Regions from separate parts of the Gasterosteus aculeatus genome. Here region 2 is linked to region 1. The links are chromatin contacts, called in public Hi-C maps. All regions are on one chromosome and are shown on one strand. The core of a region is the stretch at or near the end of the contact, and the rest is flanking DNA. Distances in the headings are between cores, read along the strand shown. Region 1 overlaps col4a2 (collagen, type IV, alpha 2). Region 2 overlaps col4a1 (collagen, type IV, alpha 1).

The links. A called contact is a pair of places that touch in the nucleus more often than the background predicts.
Region 2: a contact with region 1 is called in a Hi-C map of liver, with 2.7 times the contacts expected there. The contact joins two enhancer-like sites. A contact is called at or near these places in 5 of 6 Hi-C or Micro-C datasets (liver, skeletal muscle, tail fin and 1 more).

What each region holds. Positions count from the first base shown.
Region 1 is chr16:8,320,012-8,323,959 of fGasAcu3.hap1.1, reverse strand. It overlaps col4a2 (collagen, type IV, alpha 2), which reads left to right. Exons shown (of 47, transcript XM_040201011.2): 5 at 2,519-2,653; 6 at 2,743-2,787; 7 at 2,888-3,004; 8 at 3,112-3,180; 9 at 3,356-3,391; 10 at 3,516-3,569; 11 at 3,663-3,698; 12 at 3,800-3,841. Among protein-coding and RNA genes, the nearest start is that of rab20, 21 kb to the right of the region's middle. Within about 2 kb of position 2,214, at least 4 of the 9 cell types and tissues checked have open chromatin away from gene starts, as enhancers often do. A contact at or near this core is called in liver, where this site is marked.
Region 2 is chr16:8,359,488-8,363,435 of fGasAcu3.hap1.1, reverse strand. The region is part of intron 1 of col4a1 (collagen, type IV, alpha 1); the gene reads right to left. Among protein-coding and RNA genes, the nearest start is that of col4a1, 9.1 kb to the right of the region's middle. Within about 2 kb of position 1,870, at least 2 of the 9 cell types and tissues checked have open chromatin away from gene starts, as enhancers often do. A contact at or near this core is called in liver, where this site is marked.

The DNA.
Region 1 (3,948 bases), core at 965-3,464:
GCTAGCATTTTCAATATGACTTGTCCGTTTTAGTTCATAAACGCAACATAGAAAGTTGCCCCCCCATTCTGCGTACTTTCCGCCTGGATGTGTGCTTACAATCTGGCTCCTATAGGTTGAGCAAAATAAGAAAACTGTGAGAGGGAGGACGGCGTCGCTGCAGGTACAGACACGCACTCGTTGTGGGTCACAGGTAATGATTGAGGGGGGTCGTTTTTCTGAAAACTTACTCATGGGGGCCTTTTTCATGAGCTTGTGATTTTATATCTGATAAAACCTGTACCTTTTAGATTTTGAATGTTTACAGTACATACGGCATATGTAGCTGTTTGTTCAACACCGACACACACAAGTATGCACTTAAAAGCGTCTCCCCTGCTATCAGCTTTTAGAGCAGACTGGTATTAATCAGCTCTTTGGTTAAGCCATGCAGACAGGTAAAGACCAGTGCATATCATTTACCATCGAAGTGCTTCAGATAGGAATCTCTTACGCATGCACATTCACGCACACTTGCACACATGCACATGACTTAGAGCGCTCCTCTCGCTGTCACTGTGGTTCCACTCCCCTCTGTTGATTTATTACTTTGATATTTCCTCTTTGTTAGGATGAATGATTGAATTGTAAGTGTATTGGTGGAGTTCACCTACGCTAATGTGGCTTGGGGCATTTCGAAGAACACGAACGTTCATTGCAAAGGAAACCGTTTTGCCAAAACATGTGGTACCTGTCGCAAGACTATAATAAGACTTCACTTCATTTGCCACTGAATTCTGCTACTTACTTCAACCCGAGGCATCTGTGTGGGAGGTGAGAGTGCTAACCACTACACCACTTTAGCTGAAAACACTGTTTTTTTTAAATCAAGATCACCAACCGTAGCTTTAAGTTGTTCTATAATCTTGGCAAGACAGTGCAAATAATTTATTCGCTTATAATTATTGAACACTGTGTGGTCCACAGTATCTTTATCTCAGTTTTCCAGAAAGGCTCGGTTTTAAAGCTTTGTAGGCAAATCATAATGATGTTAACATATCGTGAGCTGTAAGTTATGGTGGAAAACTTCCCGGCCCGCATGAAACGCCTCCCATCACTCGGGCAAAGTTGTATTTGTTTTGACAGGACGGTTGTCTGCTCTCTAAGCAACAGCTGCAGGACCGAGATGAAGACAAAACACACACCTCCTGTTTCATAAAGCCACCCATAGACAAAGCCCCGACCACCACGCGCAAGTACCGCAAACACAGGAATGACCACGTCACTCTGTTTGTTGGTTCTCACAGGAACACGGTCGGGCCTCCCGCGGTATCTTTGAGCTCAAGACTTTATTATGTTATTCTGTTGCCCCCCCACCACCGCCTGTATCATGTCAGCCCCCCTCGCGCCTCCTCACTGGTCAGGTCCAGTCCTCTGGAGATGTAAATGATACCCTCAACATGGAGATATACTTGTATACATACTGTGTGTGTGTGTGTGTGTGTGTGTGTGTGTGTGTGTGTGTGTGTGTGTGTTTGAGGCACCTGTTCCTTGTCGCCACACACCACAATGGCACTGACCCCTCCCTGCCCTCCTTTTCAACAACGGAAACACGCGGAAGTGATTTTGGTGGCGAAGGTGAAGAGAGGACGCACACGTTACTGCCAAGTCCTCACACACCACGCAAAGCTGTCTAATAGCAGATACAAACCTGATGTAGAAAAATCAGGTCTGGTTTGGAGAAACATTTTCCTTCTTCCTATCTGCTCTGCTCCTGTCTTCTGTCCTTCATCACTCGGAGTATCTTAATCAAGTTGCTATATTTAGCTAGCGGATTAAGGGTCTGTCTGTAGTTTAAAACAGTCAGCTATCAAAATCTTCTTTTAACAGCCTTAACTAAATGGGATATTTAACGGCAGTTCTGGCTTTATCCACCTTAACTTCATCTTGTCACCGCCAACATTTGTGTTCTGGGCTCTTAAATAATCTTTCAGCTGCGTTTAAGAGGAAGGGGGGAAACAAATTCAGCATGCAAATGATTCTAAAACCAAGAATATCTAAAAGACGAAAAGATTTTTTGGACTTAAATATTTACTCAAGATGTTTCTGTTTGGTTGCATTTATGTATTTAGTTGCATCGCTTTGTTGGTTTTTATATGTCTGATTCTGGCAGTCAGTTCTTTATCCTGACAGTATACTGTTTGACCACTGGATGGGTGTAGAGAGGGTGGAGCGCTGATGGAGAAGATTTAGAAATAAACTAGAAATAAAGGCGTTTGTCTCCCTCTTGTGATGCGATCCCACATTACAAGCAGACATTTGGAGATTAGATGGAATTAGCCTTAAATATATCAAAGAAATACACAGGTGTGTCTACTTCTTATTGCATTGATGGGATTCTTATGTTGTGTTGATAACACTTTTCAAATCTTCTCTTCTATATTTTTCTTTTTTCTAACCCCTCATATCACCAAAGCAGTTCATTTGGATGAAATACAAAGTTTAATAGGTGTATTCTTATCTTCCTCTCTAATCTCAGGGTCACCCTGGCCCTCTCGGCCCTCAGGGCCCCCACGGCCCTCCAGGGAGACCGGGGGATTTTGGGATTGAAGGCCCAAAGGGGCAGAAAGGTGACCGCGGCCGTAGCGGCATCATAGGTCCAAAAGGCGCCGTGGTAAAGTATCCTTCTCTGGTTAATCTACTTGTTAAAAGTCACGACGCTCTGGTTCTCTTGTTTACTGTGTGGTGGTCATCGCTCCTCAGGGAAATGCCGGTGTTCCTGGATTCTCTGGAAACGACGGCATCCCCGTAAGTCCATCCAGCAGGCCGGTGCCCCAGCGGCTCGCTGTAGTGACTCCACCTGCCGTGTGTAGCTACTGCCTGTTCTGAATGCACATTGGCTCCGCAGGGCCACCCGGGACAAGCCGGACCCAGGGGGAAGCCAGGTGCGGACGGCTGTAACGGGACGAAGGGCGATTCAGGGTTACCGGGGCCACCCGGCTATAATGGCTCACCTGGTTTAATTGTAAGTGCAACGACCGGAGGATAGTCACATACATGTAAATATGTAGTGTTTGTTTCTCCGAAGTGACCATTAAAGGCTCTCTCTCTTTTTTTGTTTTCATCCCTCAGGGACAATCGGGCTGGAAGGGACAGAAGGGAGACTCTCTGGACGTCAGTGTGTTCATGAGGCGCTTCAGGGTGAGGAGGAGGAGTGAAAACCTCTCTTGGGTTTTCTTCTGAAGAACTCCTGGCTCCATTAAATTGCATAAGCAACTTGATATTGCTTTAATGAAACTCTATACTATATAAATACATAAATAAATAAATATATATATATTATTAACCTCATGACTCTCTGACCATCTCTCCACAGGGAGATCCGGGCACACCAGGACTCAACGGAATATTTGTAAAGCACATTAATCCAACTATCCAATGCTTTTCATGAGACATGATCAGACAACGGGGTTCATCTATTGTCTGATCCATAAATACAGTTTCTGTTGTTGCAATACTTCTTTTTTTTTTGTCAGGGGTCTCAGGGAAATCCGGGATGGATGGGTAACAGAGGTTTACCAGGACCAAAGGTATGTGTGTGTGTGTGTGTGTGTTTTCATTTTACCTCCATTGATTATGATAAAAACAGTGCTTATTAGGATCCTGTGTGTGCCCCATTCTAGGGTCCCTCAGGGCCCCCCGGCCCCCGTGGACCAAAGGTAAGGCAACAAGTATACATATTATATATATATTCAATGTAATATATGATACAAATGTGATCTATGAATACAAATAAGTGTTGGTTTGTTTTTCTTGGCAGGGCACCATGCCCAAAGTGCTGAAGGGATTGAGAGGAGAACAAGTGAGTGGTCATGTTTTCCATATTCATACTAATATCTACAGTCTATATATAACTGCTGTAAATCAAATGCCATTAAAACAAAATGCATTGCTGTTACTATTGTAATG
Region 2 (3,948 bases), core at 621-3,120, 40 kb before region 1:
TTATACTACTTTACTTAATTAATTATGCAGATTCGTGACATACAAAACACTTATGCTCACATTTGCACGGTAAGACTATAGGAAGTAGCCACTTTGTTCACAAGATTAGTACCGTTAAGGAACTGACATCAGCCTATGTTAGAAAGTTACATAAATGCTAAAAAACGGTGCTCTTTTTTGTTGTTGTTTTCAGGGGAAAAGCTGTTTTCCTGAGCCGGCAACCTCAAAATCTATATAAACAGAGAACAAGGTTTATCTCTTCCGCTGAGAGAGGAGTCTTCCTTCCCTGCTGATAGGAGTTTCCCTGAGGGGGAAACCAGATCAGCTTACTTACTTTTTATTCTGGAGATCTGTTGCGCCTACATTCTTCCACAAACCAAGCATTTCTTACAGAGTCTATTGGCAGCTTAACAAGAGTCCTGTGTGAACGCCAAGAGAGTGAGAGGGCTGGTGCTGATGAAAGGAAGCTTTGATGAACGCAATGTGAGTTGCACCCAGCACCAAACTGATACAAATAGTTACAGTGAGCAACGGTACAATGCCAGGTACAAGGAGGGCTAAAGTATGCCCAAATCTGTTGACCCCCAGAGGGGGTTCTATCCCCACTAAACTTCAGCAATTAACAGTTTCATGCAACCGCCTTTGCAACCGTATTGTCAGTCACATGATTACTTTCTTGGAGGTTTTGCTTAATGGTTTTGTTTTAGCTGCAAGAACAGCCCAAATGGCCCAGAGTCACTCTGAATCTTGCCATGGTGTAAAGCTCAAAGATGAATCTCCGAATTGCTCCTGGATCATGTGTGGATTTACCTCTGGTGGATCAGTCACGTGATACAAACTGGCCCAAAAAGATTTTTACCAGCGGTTCATATTGAGGAAGGTGTCATCCCAGCAGGCATACTTGAATAGCCTCTATTTAAATCAACAGGTCATGAAAGCGGCCATGAGCCCAGTACTGAGGGAGGCAGAGGTTAAAGGAACGCTGGTGTGTTTGCTCTATAGGAACGTTAGATGTGATGGGTCAGAGTACCGTGTACATTTGGCTCCATGTGACATTCAGCCAATAATATATCCGGTTTACTTTATACGGTCATGACTCCAAAACCAGCCTGCTCATGTGAGCAGAGGTATTATTGTGGCCATATTGTTGCATCACGTAGTTTGGGGTCTATGTTTTGGACGATGGGCTGTTTGGGTTGACGGCCAGTTGGCTGATCCAATTACTCTTAATGACTACGATGCGATGGCTTTGTTACCAGCACAATATTGTGCAACGATGTTAAATTTAACATTTCACAAAAACAAATCCCGCTGAAATAACCGGTGGAGGTTTTTTCTTTCCTTTTCTCACCGATGTTTGTTGAAGTGACTTTGACAAGCCTCTGTGTCCTTTGTTGGTCTGAGCGGTTTAACCCTGCACAAGACACCCCGTAAAGACATGCTCCGGCCGATAAGGGCCCATTAAGCAACACCAAATGGGACAGTTATGGAGCAAGCTAAGATACAGGTAATACAAGACCGCGTAGTAAATTTAGCAGCAACATATACACATGTGCAACAGTGCAAGTTGAATTGTACTACTCAGCTGATACTCATGACATATAATCTACTGGATCAGTAGCTCAGGTGCTACTGATCGCAACTACGCTGTCCCCACAAACTGTCCTGGGCTGCATTCACTGAAACAGGAGGAAGAAAATAATTAGAAAAATAATAAAATAATAAAAAACGAGTGGGGGGAGGATCGCTAAGTTATTTCAGACTGTGCTGCTCTGGCATTCCTGGCCTTCTGTGGTACTGAGAGGCTGGCTCGAGAGAATAGAAGTGGAGGAGGGGAATTTTCTGTCTGACTGCCATACTTGGAAGACACGTCTCCTGGTGCAAGTTGCTCCGTAAACAGCGCGCGTGTGGGTCTGTGTGGGTGAGCAGCACATGCACCAACTGGAATGCTACGATGTGAAACATTTTTATGAAACGCCAAGACAGATACAGAGTTAAGAGGAACCTTTTCTTGTCCTTTCTTTTTAAAAATGTATTAGTGAATAAATGTGACAAAAATAAATACATAAAGTGACATCAAAATGGAAGACGGATGTAATGGCAGCAGGTAAAGAAATCCAGGCGTATGCTGTATATTACAACCAAATTGGTCCAGGGGAAAAACAAAACATGTAGAGCACTTTTTTCAGTGGTAATAATTAAATATATGCTTCAACAGCAATCAAATTATAACATTAATCTAAGAAATGATTATAATAACTATCATTCTAGTTATGAATACAGCGACACGGCAATCCCCCAGAGGAGATGGAGAGAATTAGCTTGTCATTAAATTCACACAAATAGGTTCATATTTGAAAAAAGATAACATGTTGGTGGTGTTACTGGGTTACATGTGAATGCTGCGGAGAAGCAAAAGGACAAGTTGAGATTCCTACACATATTATACAACGTCCGGCAATAACACAGGGCTACGTTTTCTGTGTCCTTTATTTAGAGAGTCCTGTAGCGCTCGTTTGCTGAGAAATACTGGAAAGATGTAAAACATGTCTGTTCTGGCTGCAGGCAGCAGGTTTTCATTACCACCACCGTGTGGGTTCTTTAACCTAAATCAGCTGCATCTGCTACACACGCATGCATATCTGATGAGTGAAGCTAATATTTAATGCTAACAATGCGTGAGCAAATGCTTACGGCAAATGATGTGTAGGAAAGTAGCTATTCGCACACACACGCACACACACACACGCAATGAACAAACCCACTAGCCAATCGCTCAAGCATGATCATGTGTGACCAGGTTAAAGTTGCCTGTCAGCAAATGTGGGACCAGAAGACCGGAGCAGCTGTAAGTGCATGGCTCTGGAGAGATGGGGTCTAGTAGTTTTTAGAAAACAGCAGCATCATCACCCGCTTATCATCGTCATGCAGGTCGACGCTTTACTTGAGCTCAATAAACCTCACGTGAGCACTCGTCTATGTAAATCAGTGGAGCCTAACATGGGCAACCACGGACAGAGCTGCAGACCAAAGCTCATCCTCTAGGATTGCAGAAGTTGTTCAACATGTGAGCGGACATGCAAAGAGAAGTGTGCAGCCCGCTTTAGCAGATCAGAAGCAGCCGTATCAACAGTCCAACCAGGAAGACTCTCGGGCTAAATTAACTCAACAAATGGGAGAATTGTTTCAGACTATTTCTCAATATTTGCTTGTTTGCTCAATGTTTGTCTGTGTCTGTCCATAAAAACTCTGGAATCGAGTGATCTCCAAGAGCGAGTTGGACAAATGCAGCTGTTGGAAGGGAGCTCAGGAAACTGTTCCCTGCTTGTTCCTCACTGTGCGTGTGATTGCTATGATACAGCTGTTTAGACTGAAGAAAAGGAGCATGAAAAATTCAACTAATTCACTGAATCACTAGCATTATATTTCTTGACAATGGTTTGGTTATCATGAACAACACAAAACACTCAATTGCTTTTAGGGCAAATTCCACCTTAATGCCTCTAAGAGACCCAGTGGAATAATCCTGCCTTGGATTACAAAGGTCCCTAACCTTCCTTAATCAGCTCGTCCATCTGCATCCCATCCTGACCAGTAACAAATGGGCCTCTCACGCTCATCCTGATGACCTGTAACCTCTGGCCAGACAATTACAGGGGATTTGGACGTTCAAACAGTTTTCAATAGAAGGGGTCATCTTGATAGCCGCTCGTAATCCTTCGCTGTCAGTGTTTATGTGAATGTGAATAAAATGTTACCCTGTTAAAAAAGAATTACGCAACACAGATCTAAGACTATTCCTTTTCCCTTAGGGGGGGACTTACTGACTCTACGGCACAAACACACACATCAACACTCAAGAACTCCACCCAAGAACAGCTGGTTACAGGGTTTTTTTCTGTAGCCAACTATTAATCGATGATGAAATAAACGTACTAATTCCTCAAA